Regions from separate parts of the Ovis aries genome. Here region 2 is linked to region 1. Evidence: chromatin contacts called from public Hi-C data. All regions are on one chromosome and are shown on one strand. The core of a region is the stretch at or near the end of the contact, and the rest is flanking DNA. Distances in the headings are between cores, read along the strand shown. Region 1 holds the start of DNALI1 (dynein axonemal light intermediate chain 1). Region 2 holds the start of RRAGC (Ras related GTP binding C).

Region 1 (6,185 bases), core at 2,319-4,818:
ACCAAGGCCTGATGTTGATAGATGGATATAAATATAGAACATGACATTTTTCTGATTGAAAAATTAATCTATGTTTATTATAGAAACCTTTGAAAAGAACCAAATGGAAGGGGTCCCATGGAGGTGGGAAGTTCTCATCTTACTCTAAGCAGCTGCTGAGGGGTAAGGAAGCAAGTCATCAGGAACACGGTGACTGACAAAGTGGGGACCGGTAGGAGAGATGGGCAGGAGGGGGAAGACGGTGCAGTTAGCAGTTCCTGGGTGGGGTAGGTGCGGGGAGACAGACATTCCAGGATGGGATGGGCTCAGCTCGGGGGGACTCAGGGCCTGGGTCTCTACTGAAGGGAAGGGGAAGGAGGCAGTAGATGGTGGAGTAGCCTCCCTCTCGGACCACTCACCAAAACACTGTGAGTACAGCTCCCGGCGCACTGGGCAGATGCCAGTCTCCCGGGCCTGCCGCTGCTGCAGCTTCAGGTCCAGCTGCTCCTGGAGGTGCACCACGTCCATCCTGGTGCTGGGCGTGCTGGACACCTGCTGGATCCATAGCTGCGTGTCCTCCACCCACTCCCTGTGGGACACACACAGCCAGGCCTAGCCAGCCCCATCCACCATGCAAGGTCCTCAGGACCTGAGCAGAGGTGGCCCTTGGCACTCTCTGCCTGAGAGGAGGGAGGAGCGGCTCTGTCCCCGACCCACCAGAATCCCCCATCTCTCTCTTCCTGGAAGAGGGTGTGGCTCCAAAGCCACACCCACGGTGCCACCTCCATGGGGCCCCTTCCTTGGGGCTGGGCAGTCTTCATTCTCCCACGGTCCTCTGTGAAGTCATCACCCACGTTCCAGAGCTCCTTTTCACTCCTAACATGCTGAGCACAGATTTATGGTGGATGTTGCTTGATCTGAATGGGAGGCCCAGTGACAATACCCACTGACTTGGGGGGTAGGAGACACAGGAGACATAAGCCTTGTGCCAACAAAAAGAGGTGAAGATATGTACTGGCGGGGAGAGTGTCCCTATATGGACGCCCATAGTGAACCTCATGTCAGAGATACAGCCAGGTTCTGGAATCACAAGGGGCAGTCTGAGGGCAAAGCCACCTTGACAGAGAGGATTCCATGCATCGTTGAGAGGGAAGCAAGTGAAAATCACCCTCAAAACTTCTATCACCTTATTGCATAAAAATAGTTGAAAAGGATGTTAGTGATCAATGTGGCTGTGGAACAAGGCAGCAGGGTAAGAAGAAGGGAGCTCTCCTTTTATAAAGGAGTCTGCAGAAGGTTTCCTTGAGGAGAGGACATTTGAGCAAGATTTGACTGTGGTGTTGGAGAATATTCTTAAGAGTCCCTTGGACTGCAAGGAGATCCAACCAGTCTATCCTAAACGAGATCAGTCCTGGGTGTTCACTGGAAGGTCTGATGTTGAAGCTGAAACTCCAATACTTTGGCCACCTGACGTGAAGAGCTGACTCATTTGAAAAGACCCTGATGCTGGGAAAGACTGAAGGCAGGAGGAGAAGGGGATGACAGAGGATGAGATGGTTGGATGGCATCACCGACTCAATGGACATGAGTTTGGGTGGGCTCCGGGAGTTGGTGATGGCTCCTGGCGTGCTGCAGCTCATGGGGTCGCAAAGAGTCCGACATGACTGAGTGACTGAACTGAACTGAGTGAAGGAACAAGGGAATCAGGAGGATATCAGGGGAAGAGGATCCCTGGCGGTGAGAAGGTCCTATGGTGGGAAAGTCATTGATGTGTTTCAGAAACAGCAAGCAGAGGCCCTCGTGGCATTAGCCCCGTGAACTAGGAAGGGAATAACCAGAGAGAAGATTCCGGATACCTCAGGGGCCAGGTCCTGCCAGGTCTTCTGGGCTGTTGTAAGGACTTGAATTTTAGTCTGAGCGAGATGGGATGCCAGTAGAGTTTGTATAAGAAGAGCTGCACGATCTGACGTGTGATTTGGGGGCCGTGTGGGGAATAGACTGTAGGAGCACAGCGTGGAAGCAGAGTTTTCAGGTAGAAGGCCATCACAGTAGTGACTAGGAATAAGACGGTGGAAGCAGCGTGAAAAGCAGTCAGATTTGGAAAGTAATTTGAAGGTAGAGGCAAAAGGAGAAAGGAGTGGCAGAAGAGAAGATGGTTAGATAGCATCACTGACTCAATGGACATGAATCTGAGCAAACTCTGGGAGATAGTGGAGGACAGAGGAGCCTGGCATGCTACAGTCCATGAGGTTACAAAGAATCAGATACGACTTAGTAATGAAAAAAAGAACAATGGAGACAAGAGAGTGTGAGCATTCCCAGACATGTGAAGGGAGAGATCAAAGGGAATGAAAAGTGGCCTGAGCCCCTAGTGGAAAGGAGAAGACTGAGAATGAGCTGGTTAGGAGAAGAAAGACATTATGATTTAATTTGAACACGCTGAGTTTGAGATGTTCCTTGGACATCTTCATGAAGGTAATGGTAAGTAGTAGAATATATACATTTAGAGTTTAGGAGAGAGGACAGGGCTGCAGAAAGACCCATGGGAACCATCAGTATACAGATGATATTTAAAGCCACGAACGAGCCTGGGTGAGAACACTCACGAAATGATGGCGAATAGAGAAGAGGTCTCCCTGGACCCTCCCAGGATCTAGCCATCTGCAAGTTCTAGAAACTCTGGGATGCTGGGAAGAAATCTCAGTCAGAGAGTCAGGGTGCCTCCTCTCACATTCACAGGTTCCAGGAAGCAAAAACCTGGGCCTCCTCCTAGCCACTGCTTGTTTACCTTGGGGGCAGGATGGCATTCAAGATTTCTTCTGCTTGCTTTGTAGGATCTGGGACACAGGAAGTTGAAGGGAGCTTGGTCTTGGGTGGCTGTGGGACGGGACCCGAGGGTCCAGGCTGCTGGGGGCTGACTTTCAGTGGCCGAGCCTGAGAAGGAGGGACAAGTTGGGGCAGGAGGCGACTCAGACACTCAGCTCCACACTCCCTGGGCCCCTGGATTGCTCTAGGTTTCCTGCACATCCCTCCCCTATCCCAGCTCACTTTTCCCATCTGTCCTCTCAGCAGAAGTTATGTTTCAGAGCTGAAGGAGGCCATATAGCATCTCTGGTTCCACCCCAACCCAATGCTTGCATCTCCTTGAACAGATGTTTCTGGCCCAGCTGCTCAGGCTTCTACTCTAATGATGGGGCATCATTATCAGATCTATTCTGGGACCCTGTGACCCTAAAAAGACTTGTCCCATCCCCCTGTGACTTTCTTCCCCATGCTAATCTGCCCTTTGGGATCACCCAGCATTTGGTTTTCTTCTGCCTCTCTCCTCAGGTCCCAGTTCCCATTACTCCCAGTGACTGCAGCCTCTGTCCCTCGGGACTCCCGACCTTCAGCGCAGCCCCTGTCTTGCCCCAACGGAGCTTCGTGCTCCCCCACGCTCTGAGACTCGTCCTTACTTTGGGGCTCCGTTTCTCAGTGTTCCGGCTCACCAACACCGGGGTGTCATACTTAAGCAGAGAGTCCGCTGGGGGAATCATGGTGGCGGCGGGAGAAGCAGCCCAGCAGCCGCCCTCCAGTCAGGGCCTTGTTTGCCGTCGCCATGGAAACCTCTGCTCCGCCCTCATGGCCTGGGCGGGGCTTCGGGGTGGGGCCAGCAGCGCGCGAGTTCAAACTCAGCCTTCTCAGAAAGTTTTCCAGTGCTTATCAGACCACCGGCTCAACAGGTCGCCCCGGTACTCTTGGAAGCAGGGAGAAAAACATCAGTTCTGAATCCCTGTGCTGCGTCTAGCTCGCAATTTGAATTAGATGCTTACCGCCTTCGACCCTCCATTTTGTCATCTGCAAAATAGGGAGTCGTCTGACTTCTTAGCGAAGGGTTAGGAAAGATTCCCGGTGGAAGGCATCTAAAGTTCCCACGTTTTAAAAGGTATTTGTTTTTAATTAAATGGAGAAATGACAACATATCAGACAGTGGAGGAACAGAGGGGAAATGCTAATGATTTGCCCACGGGCTGCCGTCTGTGATTGCATTTTCTTCCTCTTTCCTTGGTGTCTCCAAACGTAAATGTAATCACAATCTGTACAATTTTGTTTAACAAGTCAGGTGTTTGTTTTTTTTTTCCCATTTGTCATATAATTTGTAAATAGCAAAAAAAAAAAATTCAAATGGGCTTCCCTGGTGGCGGCGGTAAAGAAGCTTCCTGCCTTGTCGGACATTTTCGCTTTTCTTGTAAATAGCATCGCGAATGGCGACAGAACATCTTTCCTACCGCTGGGAGTGCAGGTTGTCTCTGTTTAGTAGGTAAACATCCTTGAAAGTGAGTGAAGTGAAAGTCGCTGAGTCGTGTATCCGGGTCAGGCTCCTCTGTCCATGGAATTCTCCAGGATACTGGCTGGAGTATCCAGAATACTGGAGTGGGTAGCCGTTCCCTTCTCCAGAGGACCTTCCCAACCCAGGCATCGAATCCAGGCCTTCCGCATTGCAGGCGGATTCTTTACCATCTGAGCCACCAGGGAAGCCGTCCTTGAGAGTAGCTTTCCCTAAGTTTGCTTTTGAAACTTGAATCTCCCGCCTCTCGAGTCGGGTCACTAAGGCCCCGCCCACTTCGGAATCTTGTCGCGTTATCTCCGCTGCAAGGGCTTCTGGGAGAGCTCGCAGCCGGAAGCGGAAGTCCTGGAGGCAAGTCCGTCATTTCCTTTGGGACAGGAGAGCAACGGACCTATTTTCCTTGGCTCCGCAGATCTCTCGGCATGAAGGAGGTGAAGAGCGAGCGGGAGCGGGGGAGCCGGCGAAGGCACCGGGAAGGGGACACGGTGGGGATCGCGCCGGCGGTAGTGGTGAAGCAGGAGCGGCTCAGCCCGGAGTCCGCGCCTCCCGTCCACCGCCGTCCGGATTCCTCCGGCGGTAGCCCGTCCCCACCGGCCGGCGAGTCGGGCCGCCCAAGTCACCGAGGGAACCGAGCCCGAGGAGGTAGCCGGTAAGTGGGAAGCATCCCGGGGTGGGTCTTAGATAGGGCTCGTTGAGAAGAGAGGACAGGGCTAGCGCCAGAAATACACCTTGAACGAGGAACGCGGCAGTTTGGACTTAAAACTAAAGCGATAGAAGTGACCAGTTGTGCTTATGTGGAAGAATGTTTACTCCGGTACCTAACACTTGGATTGCAGCTGGATGTTAAGCGCTCAATGCCTGCTGCGCAGTCTCTTGCCCCTTCATTTCTGTGTACCCAGCATTTCACCGAATATAGTTCACTTGATAGCAGTGATAATTTAAGTTGAAAGATTTTCCCCATCTGCTTGCAAATGGAGTGCAGGCGTTATCTTTTTAATTAGCTGTCCCAAGAAGTTTACATATCGAGGGCCTAGGCAATCTACCTGATATTCTTGCGGGGAGAGAATGTCTCTTGATAGACACCTTCATTTATTCATTCATTCGACGTAGTTTTCAGTGCAGTCGCTCAGTCGTGTCCGGCTGTTTGCGACCCCATGAACCGCAGCACGCCAGGCCTCCCTGTCCATCACCAACTCCTGGAGTTCACCCAAACCCATGTCCATCGAGTCGATGATGCCATCCAACCATCTCATCCTCTGTCATCCCCTTCTCCCGCCTTCAATCTTTCCCAGCATCAGGGTCTTTTCCAATGAGTCCGCTCTTCGCATGAGGTGGCCAAAGTATTGGAGTTTCAGCCTCAGCATCAGTCTTTCCAATGAACACCCAGGACTGATCTCCTTTAGGATGGACATTGGATTTCCCTGCAGTCCAAGGGACTCTCAAGAGTCTTCTCCAACACCACAGTTCAAAAGCATCAATTCTTTGTCACTCAGCTTTCTTTATAGTCCAACTCTCATATCCATACATGACCACTGGAAAAACCATAGCCTTGACTAGACAGACCTTTGTTGGTAAAGTAATGTCTCTGCTTTTGAATATGCTATCTAGGTTGGTCATAACTTTCCTTCCAAGGAGTAAGTGTCTTTTAATTTCATTGCTGCAATTGCCATCTGCAGTGATTTTGGACTGAGTACCTATTATGTGCTAAAGACCATTCTAGGTTATAAAATAATGTGGGAAAATATGCAACGGTAAAAAAATACAAACAAATGTATATGTGGAATTTGACTTAAAATAGTGTAGAATTATATGCAGATAAAATTGAAAATGGTGGAGGGTTGGGGAAGAAGAGCATCCTAGGTTCTGGGGCTGCAAGGGT
Region 2 (6,704 bases), core at 941-3,440, 1.2 Mb before region 1:
ATGGGTCAGATGGTAGTAATGCTAATTCTCTGTTTGCCACAGAGTTGGAAGGGCTGGTTGGTAGACGATACTGAGATGAGCTTGAAAATGATTCACAACTTGGGAATGCCTAAACTTCACGGCCTAAATGAAAAAGTTGAAATATCAAGTCTTACATTGAGGTTAAAAATGCAGCTGTACAAGTTTAGGCACTTAGGGATTGCTGACAAAGTACTGGTTCCAGTGACTGTTAGTGTGAACCACTTACAGTCTGTATATTTTTTTAAAAATTCCATTCTGGAAAGCACTAATAGAAATACTGTCCAGGTGCTAAACAATCACCCTGAAGGCTCTATTGGTCCTTATTGTGTTGTAGGTGTCAGACATTTGATGGATGTTGACAAGCTCAATTGCATATAAATGTGGAGAGTACATTTGAAACCACAAAGCTGTATTGTCCAACATGGTGGCTGCTAGCCACATCTGGCAAGTAAAATTAAAAATTCAGTTCCTGAGTCACACAAGCAGCAATTTAAGTGCTCAATCCACACTGGCTACTATGTTGAGCAGTATAGATGTGGAACATTTCTGTCATCACACGAAGTGCTATTGGACATTACTGTAGAAGGCTGGGCTGAAGTATGTTTAATGTGGAACAGAGAAGACAGTGGGTAATGAAAACTGTAATCCAGTATCTGAGGTGCTGTCATAAAAAAGATGACCACTGCTAATAGACTATGGTGTATAAGCTCCAAGGAGTGTGATTTTTGGCCTGAATAAGAGACTTCTAAGCCAAGTTTTACTACAGTGGAATTGTTTCCTACTGAGATAGTGAGCTCTCTTCCCTGGGCTCTACTGAAATGTATGCTGCAAGTCTTTCATGCAGCGTCAGAGACGCTGTACAGTAGATTCTTTTTAGGTGAGAGGTTGCACTAGATGACCTCTAAGGATGTCCTACCTTTAATTTTGAGATTCAGACAAAACCAACTTCTAGATGTGCATACCTGCTTTCCCTTCATAATCAAGAAAGTTTCCTTGAAAGATCAATATCACCACCCATGTCCCCTTTAAGAGGAGGACCCCGGAGGAGGAAATTGGTTAAATTTCCAATTCTAAAGCCGCCCTGTGAAGAGTAAAATTCCTCTAGCTTTCCCATATTTTGGTGACAAGCATTTGTTCTGGTCAGCTTTCATTATTAATGCCTTTGGTCTCTGATCTGAAGGAGATCACACAAGATGCAATGTTTCATGGGGTGATGGAATTACTACAGAAGTAGATACTGGGTGGGGAGGAGTCGTCGTCAGATCCTGATAAGTCAAACAGTAGCAGTATTCATTGTCAGTGATTTGCTGAAGAAAGTGGGTAAGACATTCTAGCTTACTAGCATTTGCTTTCCTATCAGGGGCCAGCTACCTGCTAGAACGAACTATCTCACCGATGACTCTGCCTCGTTTGAGGTTTTGCCCTCTGGCTAGCTCCTCCTCTCTACCTTTGAACACCTCAACCAATGCCATCCTTCCAGACCTGTTCAGACGCCAGCTCCTTAGAGATGCTCTCACCCACCCATGCTGAGCATTTCTATCTGCATCTTTGACCTTCCCACTTCTATCTCATACAGAAGCTACTTACTCAGAGGTCCGATCTCCATTAACCCTGGGGCAACTTGAGGGCAGGCAGGGTCCAAGGTAGTTCCAGTTTTGTGCCCCTTCTGCCCCAGGACTTCGCGGGCATCAGTAAGTATTGGTTGGGCAAGCACAATAGTAGGAGGAGGACAATCAATTCTCCCAAGTGCCCAGAGAGCGTCACTCATTGTGTTGGCCTCCGGAGTCCCGAAGAAGGCAGGAGAACGGTGAGGAGCAAGGCGCGTGGCTGGCTTGGACGGAGGTGCGGGCTGGGGCGGAGGGCAGAGGGCTCGGCCCGGCTACCCTCCTCGTGACTCCTCCTCCCCCCTCCACGGCTCCGAGTCAGGTGATTCCGGGCACGTGACGGGCACCACCTACCTTGCTGCTCCCGAGTGGCAGCTGGGGCGACCAATGAGGGGCCAGGCTCGGGCGGGGAGCCTATGAGAGCCGGGCGCCGGGGGGCGGGCCGCACAGCGGCGGCGGCTGCCGGGGGCGGCGGCGGCAGCGGCGGCGGCGGACTGGGGAGGCGGCGGCCTGGCTTGGCCTGGCCTGGCCTGTCAGGGCGCGGGCGGCGGCGGCTCCAGCACCATGTCCCTGCAGTACGGGGCGGAGGAGACGCCCCTCGCCGGCAGTTACGGCGCGGCGGATTCGTTCCCAAAGGATTTCGGCTACGGCGTGGAGGAGGAGGAAGAGGAGGCGGCAGCCGCGGGCGGCGGGGTTGGGGCGGGGGCCGGAGGCGGCTGTGGCCCGGGGGGCGCTGACAGCTCCAAGCCGAGGATTCTGCTCATGGGCCTGCGGCGCAGCGGCAAGTCCTCCATCCAGAAGGTGAGTGGGGCCGTTCGGGCCCTCCGCCCCTCCCCCTCCCTCCCCTCCTCGGGGGCGCTGGGGGCCAGCCGGGAGGGGAGGCCCTGAGGAGGGCGGCGGCCGGGGTGGCCGGCTGGGTTGTCCCAGCGCGCTTTCTCTTCTCTGGGAAGCAGAGCCCGGGCGCGGTACGCGCCGGGACCCCGATCTCGGAGTCCACGCCCAGGTCAGCCGAGGCCGAGTGGATCCCCGCACTCCCTGAGTGGCCGGAGCGAGGCAGGTGCCCGTGGCCTCACCTCCTGGGCCCTCACTTCCTGGGACCCAGCCCCCATGCCATTCATGAAACTGAGACTTGCTCCCCGGTTCTAACTTTCCCACACTCCTTACCCGACTCCGGTTGTGTGTGCGCCTCTCACTTCAGGTGACCTGAGTTTGCAGGGCTTCCCAGGTGAGCCCCAGGGAGCAGCGTCAGAAAGAGTTGTGACTAACTCCTTGGTGTTTGTAATGCCTGCTCTTGTTGCTAGTACGAAGGAGACTTCACTGTGACATTCCTTAGTGGGAATGGGGGCTGTTCTTCCACCTGTTTTAGTACTTTTAGCCCGGTGAGTATAATTAGTAGTGATTTCCCCTCTGTGTGTGTGTAGCTACAAAAGTCTTGAGACCTGGAGAATATTTACAGACCTTTGTACATGTGCTTTTACTTGGGAAATGGCAGGAGAGGATGGAGGGCTATTCGCTTTTTTAGTAAGGGGGAATAGAGGCAGGGTTGACCACCTCCATCAGCCATTCCTCTTAAACACAAGGTGAGCTGGCGATAAAATGCCAGATCCCTGGCTTTTTGCGCTTTTCATTCTGTGGCAAAGATCTCTCCAAAATAAATCTCTGCGTGATATTCTGTAGACATGATAATTTTAAAAAGTAGCCTTCCAAATTTACGGGATTACTATGTTTTATTATCTTTTCACCGTTACAGCAAAATCTGAGTACATTGATGGCAGGTTTTTAGCAAACTGGTTTTGATTCGTTACAGTGTTACTCACAGTCTAAACCTCAGGAGTAACTATCCATTTTTCCCATCCAGCGAGTAGAGAGAGGGAAATTCCTTTTGTGTTGGAATTGTGTGGATTGTGATAATTGTGATTAACAATTGCGTTTACCTTTTTTTTTTTTTCCTCATGGGAGCTGTCTTTTCCTTGTCAAGTCCCATTCTTCCCCTCCTCATGAATATTCCTTCTCTACCAATATGCCTTTTCCTATTTGGTATAATTTGCCTTTATTTCTTCCACAAGACTGCAAACCCATGAAGGACAGAGTCCAGTCAGTTTATTTTCTAATTGTTTGTTAGAGCCTGATGTGGGCATTCTGATAAAATTTTAATGAACAAAACTACTTAAACTTTAGCTATAAATTTTCATAATCTTAGAGCAGATTTTGGCAGAATTTATACAATGAGGAGAAAAAAAAGACTGAGGAGAGACATTGCTACTGCTAGTATTGTATACAGACAGAGAAAATAGAAAAGTTTTAGCTTTTCTGGGTGATTTGGTTTTAGTAATTTGGTATTTTCTGTTCTGTTACAAGTTAGAGGATAGTGAGTACCAATGGATATACCATTCACGTTTCATCTCTCTCAAAATTTTTGCTGTAGGGTCACATTCTTTATGTTAATTCTGGGTGGAGTTTTGTACTTATTTTAAATAAAAAGTGGAATAGTCATTAAATTGTCCTTTTTTCTTTTAACAGGTGGTGTTTCATAAAATGTCACCCAATGAGACCCTCTTTTTGGAAAGTACCAACAAGATTTACAAAGATGACATTTCTAATAGCTCCTTTGTGAATTTCCAAATATGGGATTTTCCTGGGCAAATGGACTTTTTTGACCCAACTTTTGACTACGAGATGATCTTCAGGGGAACGGGAGCGTTGATATACGTCATTGATGCACAGGTAGTTGGACATGACGATGTTTACTTTTCTTCTCTGATGGCGGAAGATGTAGGAACAAAGGAAAGTTGTTTATCTTGTCATGTGCTTCTTGCAGTTTGTTTCTTTGCCACTAGATTTCCTAACTCTGAGAGGTGTACCTGCAGAGGTGCTTTAGGAGCAGGCATGCCTTTGTGCAAGTACAGAATATGAGATGACTAGGAGATAGGGTTTATATCTCTGAGTTCTAGTTAGTGAGCAGTGTTCCATTTTTGTTAATAGTAGATATTGCTATATTTTTATTAACTGTTGTAATGTTGTCACCCACTGAAAAGGTCTTATCAGTGTCTGTAATGAGGAATGTGAGAACTGAGTCAGTAAATATTAAGTGAATAGTTTCTTTAGTTGTCCAAATTCATTTTAGCTCAGCTAGCACTTATTGAGGGCCTAGCATGTGGCAGACACTCAGATAAATGGGACATGTCTCTATCCTTAAGAATCTTAATTTTTTTCTAAGCTTAAGCATTAGCTAGGAATGAGTTCTGAGGTACAGACTCTGTTATGAGTGCGTTCATATGTATGACCTAATTTAATTTCTTCTTCACAGTGCTGTAAGGTAGGTATTGTAACTACAATTCTATGGCTGAGTAAACTGAGATCACAGAATTTAAGCAATCTGCTTAGAGTCACACATCTAATAAATGGCAGAGCTGGGATTACTTAAAAAATTTTTTATTGGGAATAAGTGTCCATTTCCATTTCCTTTTCTTATCAGTATTAAAAATTACAAGCATTAACTTGGTAGTTGAATTCTTAACAAGAGAGATTGAAGATCTATTTAGTGGTATAAGTTAATGTAGTTGTTTGAATACTTATGAATGATTAGGGTAATATATATTCTGTGGTTGGGGAAAGAGGTGGTTTGAGGCTTTCCTAACGTAAGATTTCTTTTTAAAAAATATTTTGTTCTGACTTACAGGATGACTACATGGAGGCTTTAACAAGACTTCACATTACTGTTTCTAAAGCCTACAAAGTTAACCCAGACATGAATTTTGAGGTTTTTATTCACAAAGTTGATGGTCTGTCTGATGATCACAAAATAGAAACACAGAGGGACATTCATCAAAGGGCCAATGATGACCTTGCAGATGCTGGGCTAGAAAAACTCCACCTTAGGTAACAACCTGTGTGTTTGATATGGGAGCCCTGAAAAGTGTGTAAATGTATTCCCATCTCTGTCATTACAAACACGTAGCTCTCTGTTACTGGTATACCCTTCCCAAATGTGTAATGTTTTTGATCTTTGTTGAATTCAAGCAGTTTTGGGAGCCTGATGTTACTGAGAAGTTACTTCCCCTGCTTTTTTGCATATTCCCAGAGGTTGAAGTCATGCGAGGTCTGTTTCTGTAGGTGTGTTTACAAATTCATCTCAAGAGACTGGAGTCAGGCTGTTGCCTCATGGCATCAAATCTGCTTTGGGATTCCCCTCTCTTGGTTACATTCCCCCCCCTCCCCACCTCAGTTCAAGGAATCTCACATTTGTTGTAGAACTCTGTAGCTTAATCTTTCACAGTACCTTTCTCAGTAAGAAGAGCCTTTTAAAGAGGGCACATTTTAAGTTTGGATTCTAATGTTTCTTGTTTATGTTTTTTAAAACACTTTATGCTTTTATAAACCTCTAAAAATTGGGTGAAGTGATTGTATCCATTAAATCTGCTTAGGGTTGCTATCAAGTTAAAGAACTGCTGATTTGTAATTTTCATTGCAAAATTAATATTAAAGAATACCTACTAGATAAACTCAGTGGTTTGTATGCTTGTATTTTAAAAATATGTGAGAATTATTTCCTGCATCTTTTTTTATGGTTTAGGTAGAAATGAGTAATAAAAAGTACCCCCAAAAATGTTCTTTTGATGGTACAAACAACTTAAAGGGGAAGCAGCAGAGAGACAACCGTAGCTATTTCCTTATCCTTGCCTTGTTATAATGACTTCCCTCTAGCCTCAAGCCAGCCCCTATCCTTACCGTAATATTCCCTAGGGCCTCCGGCTATAAGATCTTTTTGTTACTCTCCTAAGAAACCACATAAAGTCCCATTGACCTTTAGCCTGGATTAAAATAAGTGCAAGTAATTCATGTTTTTAAAAAAATTCAGTATTTGTAGGAGAAAGTGAAAGTATATTCCAGTAAAACTCCTCAGTCTTATTTTTCTACCATGAATGATGGGTTTTAAGCCATGATTGTCCTGTGTTCTCCAGGACCCATAAGAACCCTTCTGATCCTCTTAGCACCATGTCAGTGTCCCTTTCCAGAGCACCCACTTCAGTGGTATACACTGTCACTTTTTCCAGTTCTCTGTGGGGCCCTGGGCCTTGT

The links. Hi-C and Micro-C count contacts between places; a contact is called where the count stands out from the background.
Region 2: a contact with region 1 is called in a Hi-C map of muscle, with 4 times the contacts expected there. The contact joins the promoter of RRAGC here to the promoter of DNALI1 in region 1. A contact is called at or near these places in 2 of 16 Hi-C or Micro-C datasets (muscle and tail adipose tissue).

Annotation. Positions count from the first base shown.
Region 1 is chr1:12,372,450-12,378,634 of ARS-UI_Ramb_v3.0, reverse strand. DNALI1 (dynein axonemal light intermediate chain 1) reads right to left here and starts at 3,568. Exons shown (of 6, transcript XM_004001809.5): 1 at 3,435-3,568; 2 at 2,768-2,913; 3 at 399-568. The coding sequence starts at 3,515. SNIP1 (Smad nuclear interacting protein 1) reads left to right here and starts at 3,608. Exons shown (of 5, transcript XM_042245714.2): 1 at 3,608-3,904; 2 at 4,719-4,955. The coding sequence starts at 4,729.
Region 2 is chr1:13,585,269-13,591,972 of ARS-UI_Ramb_v3.0, reverse strand. It overlaps RRAGC (Ras related GTP binding C), which reads left to right and starts at 2,190. Exons shown (of 7, transcript NM_001161867.1): 1 at 2,190-2,426; 2 at 4,146-4,349; 3 at 5,305-5,504. The coding sequence starts at 2,190. LOC121819013 (a long non-coding RNA gene) reads right to left here and starts at 1,877. Exons shown (of 2, transcript XR_006059127.2): 1 at 1,609-1,877; 2 at 1-123.